2 separate regions of the Mus musculus genome follow, and region 2 is linked to region 1. Evidence: chromatin contacts called from public Hi-C data. All regions are on one chromosome and are shown on one strand. The core of a region is the stretch at or near the end of the contact, and the rest is flanking DNA. Distances in the headings are between cores, read along the strand shown.

Region 1 (4,051 bases), core at 478-2,977:
CCGGCACAGTGACTTGCTTGTCTGGACTACCTTCTCTTATTGGACTTTCTCCGTGCTGGCCACCAGTGGTCCTCCCCTTATCAAAGAACTGTTTTAGGACAGTCTTTGCCTTGGGGTCTGCTCCTAAGAAGCCTGAATCCAGACAATCATGGTATCAGAGCACAGAAGAGCTTGGGGTAACTTTCTTGGTTGGGGTAGGGTTTCTCTTTGTAGCATCTGCCTTGCTCATGGGGACCCACAAGCCTCCCATCCAGTCTCACCTCTGCACATGGCACGAAGTGATGCAAAGAGTGAATGATTTTCAAGAGGCAGACCTGGCTTTGCATCAGGTGACTCTGGGGGGCATTAGGTAACTCCCTGGAGCCTAGTTTTCTCCCCTGGGAAATGGCAGCAGCACCTACTGTGAAGAACTGTGTGGATTAGCAAGTGTGAAAATATGAGCGGAACACCTTCCACAGGGGTGCAGGGTGTCTGGTGCCTGTTGGGGGCAACCAGCTTGCTTTGCATTCTAACTGCCATCTGCACCTGGCACCTAGACACGGGAGGCTCCTAGGGTCACACTCTCCATGTCTTCCCACTCTAGGCTTTGCTCCTGCTCCTGGCACAGCAGCAAAGACTTGATGTTTGTTGGATGAGTAACAAAAATGAAAGACTCCCTCCAGAGAACCCACCCATGAGTGATGATGGAGTTTCTGGAACATTCCTTCACTGCTCAGTCTTAGTCTCGAGTCCCTACAGGGATGCAAGCATTGTTCTAATTGCTGACAATGCAGTGGCAACCAAAGCCCACTACGCGTCCTTCTCTGGGGTGGCTTACTATCCAGGGGGGATCAGAGAGCCTACAGGAAGGCCTCCAGACTGATTTGGGACACTTTTCGAAGAGTTTCCACACCCAAGAGAGTCAGGTTTAATGATTAAGGTATGGTCAGGTATGAAAGGGGTTTCTAGAAACTTCTTAGGTGAGTGCAGTGTGCTGCCAGGTAGAGAACTATTGGGCCAAGGGAAAAATAAGGACCATTACAGAGAGTGGAGAGGGATGGGAAGACAGAAAGGGGAGTAATTTGGACCCGGGGTCTTAGTGGGACGTTTTCACACTTCCAGGGGGCTAGACACAATCTGGAGTTTCTGGGGGAAAGTGAAGAGGCTAGGGCACCGCTCCTAAACACCAGCTCACAGCCGAGGCCTAGGACAACTCCAGAACAAAGACCCATCCAAGCCAAGCAGTCCTGGGCTTGGGTATGGGTTATAGGATAGATGAACATGACTTAGGGACCAGTTAGAGAGCATCCTGTTTGGGGGAGAGCTGAGACTTGGATGTCACAGTAGAGAAAGCTCCAGCAAAAACCTGTGAAGGAAGGGGAAAATCCCTGTCTCTCAAGTGGGAACCCTCAGCAAAAAGATGATGCCCCACCTGCCCGCCTAAGAGAGGGGCTACACTTGTGCTGGCCATAGTCTTTTGGGACTGTCTGGGGCTGGAAAGAGAGAAGGTTGGAGTTACTACGCTGTTTTTAGTTTTCTATCTTCACTTCCTTCCCAGTCTCGCAGCAGGAGTGGGGTCAAGAGGGTGGGGGTCATTTATATATCCTCAATATCATCTTCTGACTCAGCTCCCCTGTAGTTACCACCCCTTGATCCCCAAGAGTTCTGACTCCAGGAGTGGCGGAGTTCTCCAGAGAGATAGCCTGCTACTCTCCTCTAGCCCTGGAAAAAATGACTTCCTGAGAGAAACTGGGATCCACGGGGCAGTAAATACACATTGCATTCCAGAAGGGGAGGAGGGAGGGCCCTGTGGCCAGCTCCTCAGTACGCATGCGCCCTCCCCTTACAGTGACCCACTCACTTTTCCATCCAGGCTCTGGGACTGAGAACTTGCCAGCCTTTTCTTTCCTCTCCACCCCCTGCCACCCTTTCTTTTTCCCTTTCTAGCACCTTCTCCTTAAATCGGTTACAGACAGTGCTCTGGAACGCACTGGCTTGGACCTGCAGAAGGCATGCAAGGCAGTTGGCTTGCTCAGCACTGTGCAGGCTTTCCAAGGAACCGTCAGGACAGATTCGGCTCCACAGGAACAGTTTAGGTGGCAAGTCAAGTTCTCTTACAAGAATTCCAGAAAGGCTTAAGTCAACTGGTTACTCCCAAGAACTTGGGAGCCAATGGACTTCTGATAGGCTAGTCCCACCTGCAGATGCCTGTCAGTTTGAACTGGGCAGAGCCAGCCCGATGGGTAGCCCACTGAGAAACAGGATTCAGAGCCCAGAAGGCAGGTGGGGGAAACTTAGGCCACGGAGGGGTGAATGACTAGCTCAAAGACAGCAGCAGGATGGAGGAGTTGGCTTCCGCTCTCCCAAGCCCTGCCTGTTCATGAACTTCTCTCGGGCTGTGTGCTCCATAGTAGAAAGTTCCACGACAGCATATCCAAACAGAGAGAGGGTGGGCCATTAGCTACAATCCTACTTCAAACAACGCATTTTGGGGACGGTGAGAGGATACAGTAAATATTTGTGTCTCTTAAGATCCTGAATTTACTTTCTGAAATAAAAACACCCATCATGTTCCCCAGACTCCCCCCCCCCCAATTTAATAAAATAAACTCCATATCAAAATATTGCTCATTAGAAAAGCTGTCAATCTCAACCTATAAAATTCATCTCGTCTTTACAAAAGGAGTCATCATGGGAGAGGTGCAGGAATATGTTGACTTAAGTAACTATCCTATTAAAAATGATAATTTGCCCAATAGGTCCTGAGACTTTTATTACATATATCCAAAATGAATAGATAATTAGCAATAATGAGCCCCTGACTGATAACCTAGGATTTGGGGTGCTTTACAGATTTGCTATTAAACAAGCCTCCAAATGCTATACAAATGTATAGCTTTTTCCATTTGCCAAAAGTCGGGACGGACAGAGTGAGGCGTCTACAAATGGGAACTCCACAAAGCAGACCACCAGGTTGCATGTGTGTCTGCGGATGCCAAGGTTGTGCAGAGAGTCCAAGCAATGTCCTAGCAGTGTGTGCACCTGTCTACATGTGCAGAGTAATTCCAGATGTGGGCTTGATTTTGCTTGCATGTCTTCCAGGCAAGCCCCCAACATGCATCGGAAATGAGGAAAATTCTCTCTGTTCTTGCCTGCCTCCCTCCCTTCTCTCCTTTCCCCCACTCTCCCTCCCTCCCTCCCTCCCTCTCTGTCTTCTCCCGGGAAAAGACTTGGCTTGTAAATGACCACCCGCTACTCTCATGATTAACTCCAGCATTGCCTTTGGGGTTACCAACAGCACAGGGTACAAAGATGTCTCATCTGTTGCCAGGACAAATCACCAGTGTGCCAAGTCTCCAACTGCTTATATCTCAGATAAGGGTCACTGTGGGTCCATCAGCATTGAGAAATTCCATGAATATGCACTAAGCGCCCACCTTGCGGAAAGGGTGGCCACTGCAGCCTGGGGGCTTGGCTGTGCTGTCTGGGACTGAAGAGGCCAAGGGTTACAGGCAGGTCACCAGATGCCTTAGGGATGATTACCAGAGCAGAAGAGCTGGGGCCACCAGGATTCTGGCTATGGCTGCTGCGTAGATATAGGACAGAGGAAGGGACATGGGCTGAGATGGAAGGGATATAATGATGACCTGCTTCTTTGGCTCTCAGGAACAAAGTCTGTAGGGCAGACTGTTTCCAGCTGTACCACCTGTAGGAGGAAGCAAATGCATTCTCTGCTCTCGAATGCTGCTTCAGATACCTGCTACTCCTTCAGAGGAAAGGTGCTGGGGGCAGGCAGACAGAACTCTCTTAGATTCTCAGGAACAAGACTGCTTCCCACACCCGAGGATGCAATCACACTGTCTAAGCTTGCCAGCGAGAGAGGCCCAGACCAGAGGTGCCTTTCCTGGCTTCCCAGGGGGCTGATGACCTCTCAAGTTCTCTGATTCTGCTGCGTAATTAAACCAGTCCCATTAGCTGGGCAGCATGTTTTACTATTTAAACCATGTGATAAAAAAAATCCATGGACTTTAGGCTGGGGAGATGGCTCAACTGGCAGAGTGCGGGTACAAGC
Region 2 (4,338 bases), core at 971-3,470, 110 kb before region 1:
GCAGGAAGCACAGTGATAGTCGGGGGTACTGACTGAATCGTGCCGTTAAACATCTTCTTCCGGGCCTCCTCCACCTCCTCTGGGGACCAGCTGATACCGTGCTTTAAACGCTGGGTGGCAAACCAGATTCGGATGTGCTCCTCTGGGTGTTTGGAGGCCGCCGTCAGCCAGGAGAGCTCAGCCTGGGTGGGGTAAGGGAACTTGTTGAAGGAGTTGATCATGGTAGCATTTGTGTCCAGGGCAGAGTTGTATTTGGTAGTATTCAGCGGGACGGGGACCTTGGGGACAAGGTTGATATTTGGTGGCAGCTGTACGGAAGGCATGACATGTCCCAGTGAATCTTGAAGGAGCTCCACGCTACCAAGTCTGGCGAGGATCTCAGCTGTGTCTGTCACCAGGCGGGCGGTCCCTTCCATGTGGTTTTCTGGGGCAGCCTCATCAGGCTTCTTGGGCACTTTCTTGGCATCTGCCTTCAGCTTTCCTGTCTTTGTCATGGGGGTTTTTCCTACCGAGACCCCAGGGTCGTTATCACTACTTCCAGGACCACTGGCAGTGATGGGCACGACGTGGTTGGTGGCTTCGATGGACTGTTCTAGAACCGTCTGATTATTGCGCTTGATTAATTTCAGCTTGAAGTTGGTCTCCCCCGGATGGAACTTGGAGTTGTGGTCAGACAAGGAGTCGTACTTTTTGGTTGTGAAGTTACATTCGGCACATACGTAGAGGGGGTTGAGAATCACGTTAGGATGTTGCATGTCCACGTGTTCTGTGAACTCATTCAGATTTTGCGTGGAATAAGGGCAGTATTTGCACTCATAACCGCCCTGTAGTTTTTTGGACAGGTTCTCCCCCATAGATTTCACCTCAACCACTTCGGTTTCTTTGGACGAATGTTCAGGTTCCGCTGCCCAGCTGTCCTTTGTCACATCGGACTGTGGCATGCCCGCTCCTTTGTCTTTGGCCCTGTCTGCCTCCTCCAGCATATCTTGTTCCAGTACCTGTGATGTCCGAACCATGCAGGGAGTTGTAGATTTCCGTTTGCTTGCCATGCCGTCTGCCTCTGAGCAACAGCTTCTTTCTGGAGTGGGTGGGTGGGTGCAGGACAGTGAGATTCTCAGCTTTTGGCTCTACTCCCTCTCAAATGCCTTTGGCTTCCCTTGGTTGCTGACGTCTTCCGGGTGAGTGTTTCAGAAGGATTTCAGCACAGACAATTGTAACTGTAGCAATCTCTGAGCGAACCAGGCAGCTTCCTATCTGTGGGACAAGAACAGAGCCAGACTCAGCGACTCTTCGCTATGCAAAAGAAACCAGCTTTTTGTTCCCATGACCCACCCCAACTGGCACTAAATCAAGCACACATGTAAACCCCCATGGCAGGCTGGCAGTGGGTTAGAAACTTGAAAGGCAATGTTCTCTTCTTTTCTCTGGGAAGAAAGTGGAACCAGGCAAGCAAACAAGCTTGGGGTCTCCATGCTCAGAGACACAAAGTTACGGGAGAGAATAAAGAGCCTAGGCTCTTCAGAAGTGCAGAGTGGGCTGTGCAGAATAAGCAAGGTGTTGCAAGTTGCTTTTTTATCTGTGCAACATCAGAGGCAAGACACCTAACTGGGGCCTGCAGATGGGTTTCCATGGCATTACAACGCTGTAAGAGAGCCTGGTGTGGAGACACCTGCCTGTGAGGCACATACTCAGATGGCTGAGGCACTAAGATCGTGGGTGTCATTTCAAGGCTAGCCTGAGTTAAATAGTGAGATTCGGTCCCAAAACACAACCATCAAAAAAAAAAAAAAAAAACAAAAAACAAAAAAAAAACAAAAAAAAAAAAACAAAAAACAAACAAACAAACAAAAACCCAAACAAAACCCAGTAAAAATGAAAATAGATGCAGACACGTTGCTTCATATCATAAAAACACAAGTATAGAAAATGTAGGGCCTGTGTAAAGGATAATATAAACCACAAATCCAAGCTCAGTCCTTTCCTTCTTTCTCTCAAATCGTACCCCATTTTCACTTAAAGGGGCAGCATAGTATTGCACTATAGGGACGTGACACTGTTTTGTATGTTTGTGAGTCCAGGGTGGCCTTGCCCTCCCCAGCACAGCCTAGGATGGCCGTGAAGTCTGGCTTCTCTTGCTGTAGTCTCCTGAGTGCTGGGATCTCGGGCCTGTGCTCTCATGGTTGGCTCAGTTTGGGCTGTCATAAACTGCCTTTGGACACAGGCCTGGAAACAGTTCTCCTGACTCACGTGACTGCATTTTTGCCTCAGATGGCCTTTTCCTCTGGCCATGCCTGAGAGGCTCTGACTCCCCAGCTCAGCTTCCATGAAGCACTACCACCAAAGGGCCTTGACAATGAGATACGGAAAATTGTTTCAAGACGAATCTGTGATTTAGAACAACAACAACAACAACAACAAAAAGGTTTATTTTACTCCTATGTGCGTGCTTGTGTGTGGATCCCTGCAGGAGTCAGAAGAGGCCGTCGGATCTCCTGGAGCTGCAGGCAGTTGTGAGCCACCTAATGTGGGTGCTGAGAACCAAACTCTGCTCCTGTAGGATAGCCCCTCGTGCTCTTAATTGCTGAGCCATCTTGCTAGCCCCTATACTTTAAAAACACAAAACAACCCCCCACCTGTGTGTGTGTGTGTGTGTGTAGGTGTGTAACTGCTATTGCATGTGTACAGTAATCAGAGGACAAACTCAGGAAGTTAGCCCTTGGCTTCTACTTGCTTGAGACAAGGTCTTTTTTCTGCGCACTGGTCTGTGTGACAGGCTAGCTCACGGAGAATTTCTGAGGATTCTCCTGTCTCTGTCTTCTACATTACCGTGGGAGTACTGAGATCATAGACAGGTACTACTATGTGTGGCCTTATGTGGGCTCTGGGGATCTGAATGCAGCAAGGGCTTTACCCACCGACGAGCCACCCCCCTCACCTACTCCCATGGGTTTGACTGCTGCAAAAGCTGCATTGTTTTCAAAGGCTTCCTGGCCATTTATTCTCTCTCTCTCTCTCTCTCTCTCTCTCTCTCTCTCTCTCTCTCTCTTTCTCTCTCTCTGTGAACGGCCTTGTTTTTTAATGTCACTCCCTTACTATGGTGCTCAGTGGCTTTATGACTAATTTGTACAAGTTACACCCCTGCTGCAAAATTTAAGTCTGCCTTTCAGCTGTTATGAGGGTATTTTTATAAGTCTAACATATAGAAATCTTAAGTTTTAGATAACAAATTAATCATTTTTTTCCTTTTGTGGCTTCTTTCATTATGGTTTAATATTTGGAAATCCTGTTGCTTGTTTGTTTGTTTTTAGATGATGTGTTAATCCATGCTTCCTCTTTTTACATGCTGACCATTCACTTAAATCATATTGACTAATTGCTAATAAGGAATCTACGGTTTCTTCAGAGCCTTTTGCTTAATTTTGTTTGTTTGTTTGCTTTTGTTTTGTAGGATAGGGCCTTGCTATTAAGCCATGGCTACTTGCTATGTACAGCTCAGGCCTACCTCAAACTCCCAGCAGGCTTCCAGCCCCAGCTTGCTAAATGCTGGCGTTATAGGTGTCCTGCTACCAACTCCTGCCAACTGAATGGTTTTTGTTTTACATTTGAGTCACCAGTACTGAATTTATCTTGAGTTAAGTATAACACACTCAAGTTAAGTACAACCACTTTTCCTTGAGCAATTGTGGGTTATCTCAGCAGCCTGTGTTATGTAGGGTGTACGAAACACCTTCACCACATACTACATTTTACATTTACTACAGCTTGTTCCTAGGTGCCCAGTCCACATCTGGTCTAGCTTCTGGGGCTTACTATTAATTTATTTTTTAAATATTTGGAGTGCATGTTAACATCATGGTGGTTCCTCTTTGCTCCTCCCTGCCCCTTCCCCCCAACCCTTTCTTGGATATTTTGATTATTCTCATAAAGCAGAATCAACAGCAAAATACAATCCTGTTTGAATTTTGATTGGAACTGCATCAAACAAATATTAGTTCTAGGGAACTGCTGGGCTAGGCCACTGTTGGCATCTCAATGTCATTTACTTTGTGACTACTTTTATTGTCATTGTGTATTTAGAATGAGGACGAGGGTGTTTGGAGACAAGGGTATCTCACATCTAGGAGAAGTGAGCGGAATAGATGACTTACTGGCTTTTGTGTTCCACTTAGGACAGGACTCAAGGACAGAAGTGAAGAACCTATATAACGGGCAACTTTGTGAGACACTAGGGCTCAGGGGCCAAACTGCATAGGACTCAGGAAAGGGCCAGTGCCCCCTGGTGAGCACAAGAGCCTGATCTCCCTGTCACTGGGACACTGGTGTTTTCTGGATGGAGCA

Evidence for each region. A called contact is a pair of places that touch in the nucleus more often than the background predicts.
Region 2: a contact with region 1 is called in a Hi-C map of muscle stem cells, with 1.7 times the contacts expected there. A contact is called at or near these places in 18 of 484 Hi-C or Micro-C datasets (B cells, CD4 T cells, CD8 T cells and 12 more), 7 of 130 datasets of targeted methods (the NIH/3T3 cell line, double positive thymocytes, embryonic basal ganglia and 4 more) and 1 of 9 other capture datasets (embryonic stem cells).

The regions. Positions count from the first base shown.
Region 1 is chr15:57,710,272-57,714,322 of GRCm38.p6, reverse strand. The region is part of intron 1 of Zhx2 (zinc fingers and homeoboxes 2); the gene reads right to left. Among named protein-coding and RNA genes, the nearest start is that of Zhx2, 18 kb to the right of the region's middle.
Region 2 is chr15:57,817,948-57,822,285 of GRCm38.p6, reverse strand. It overlaps Zhx2 (zinc fingers and homeoboxes 2), which reads right to left. Exons shown (of 4, transcript NM_199449.2): 3 at 1-1,254. The coding sequence starts at 1,049. Among named protein-coding and RNA genes, the nearest start is that of Derl1, 72 kb to the left of the region's middle.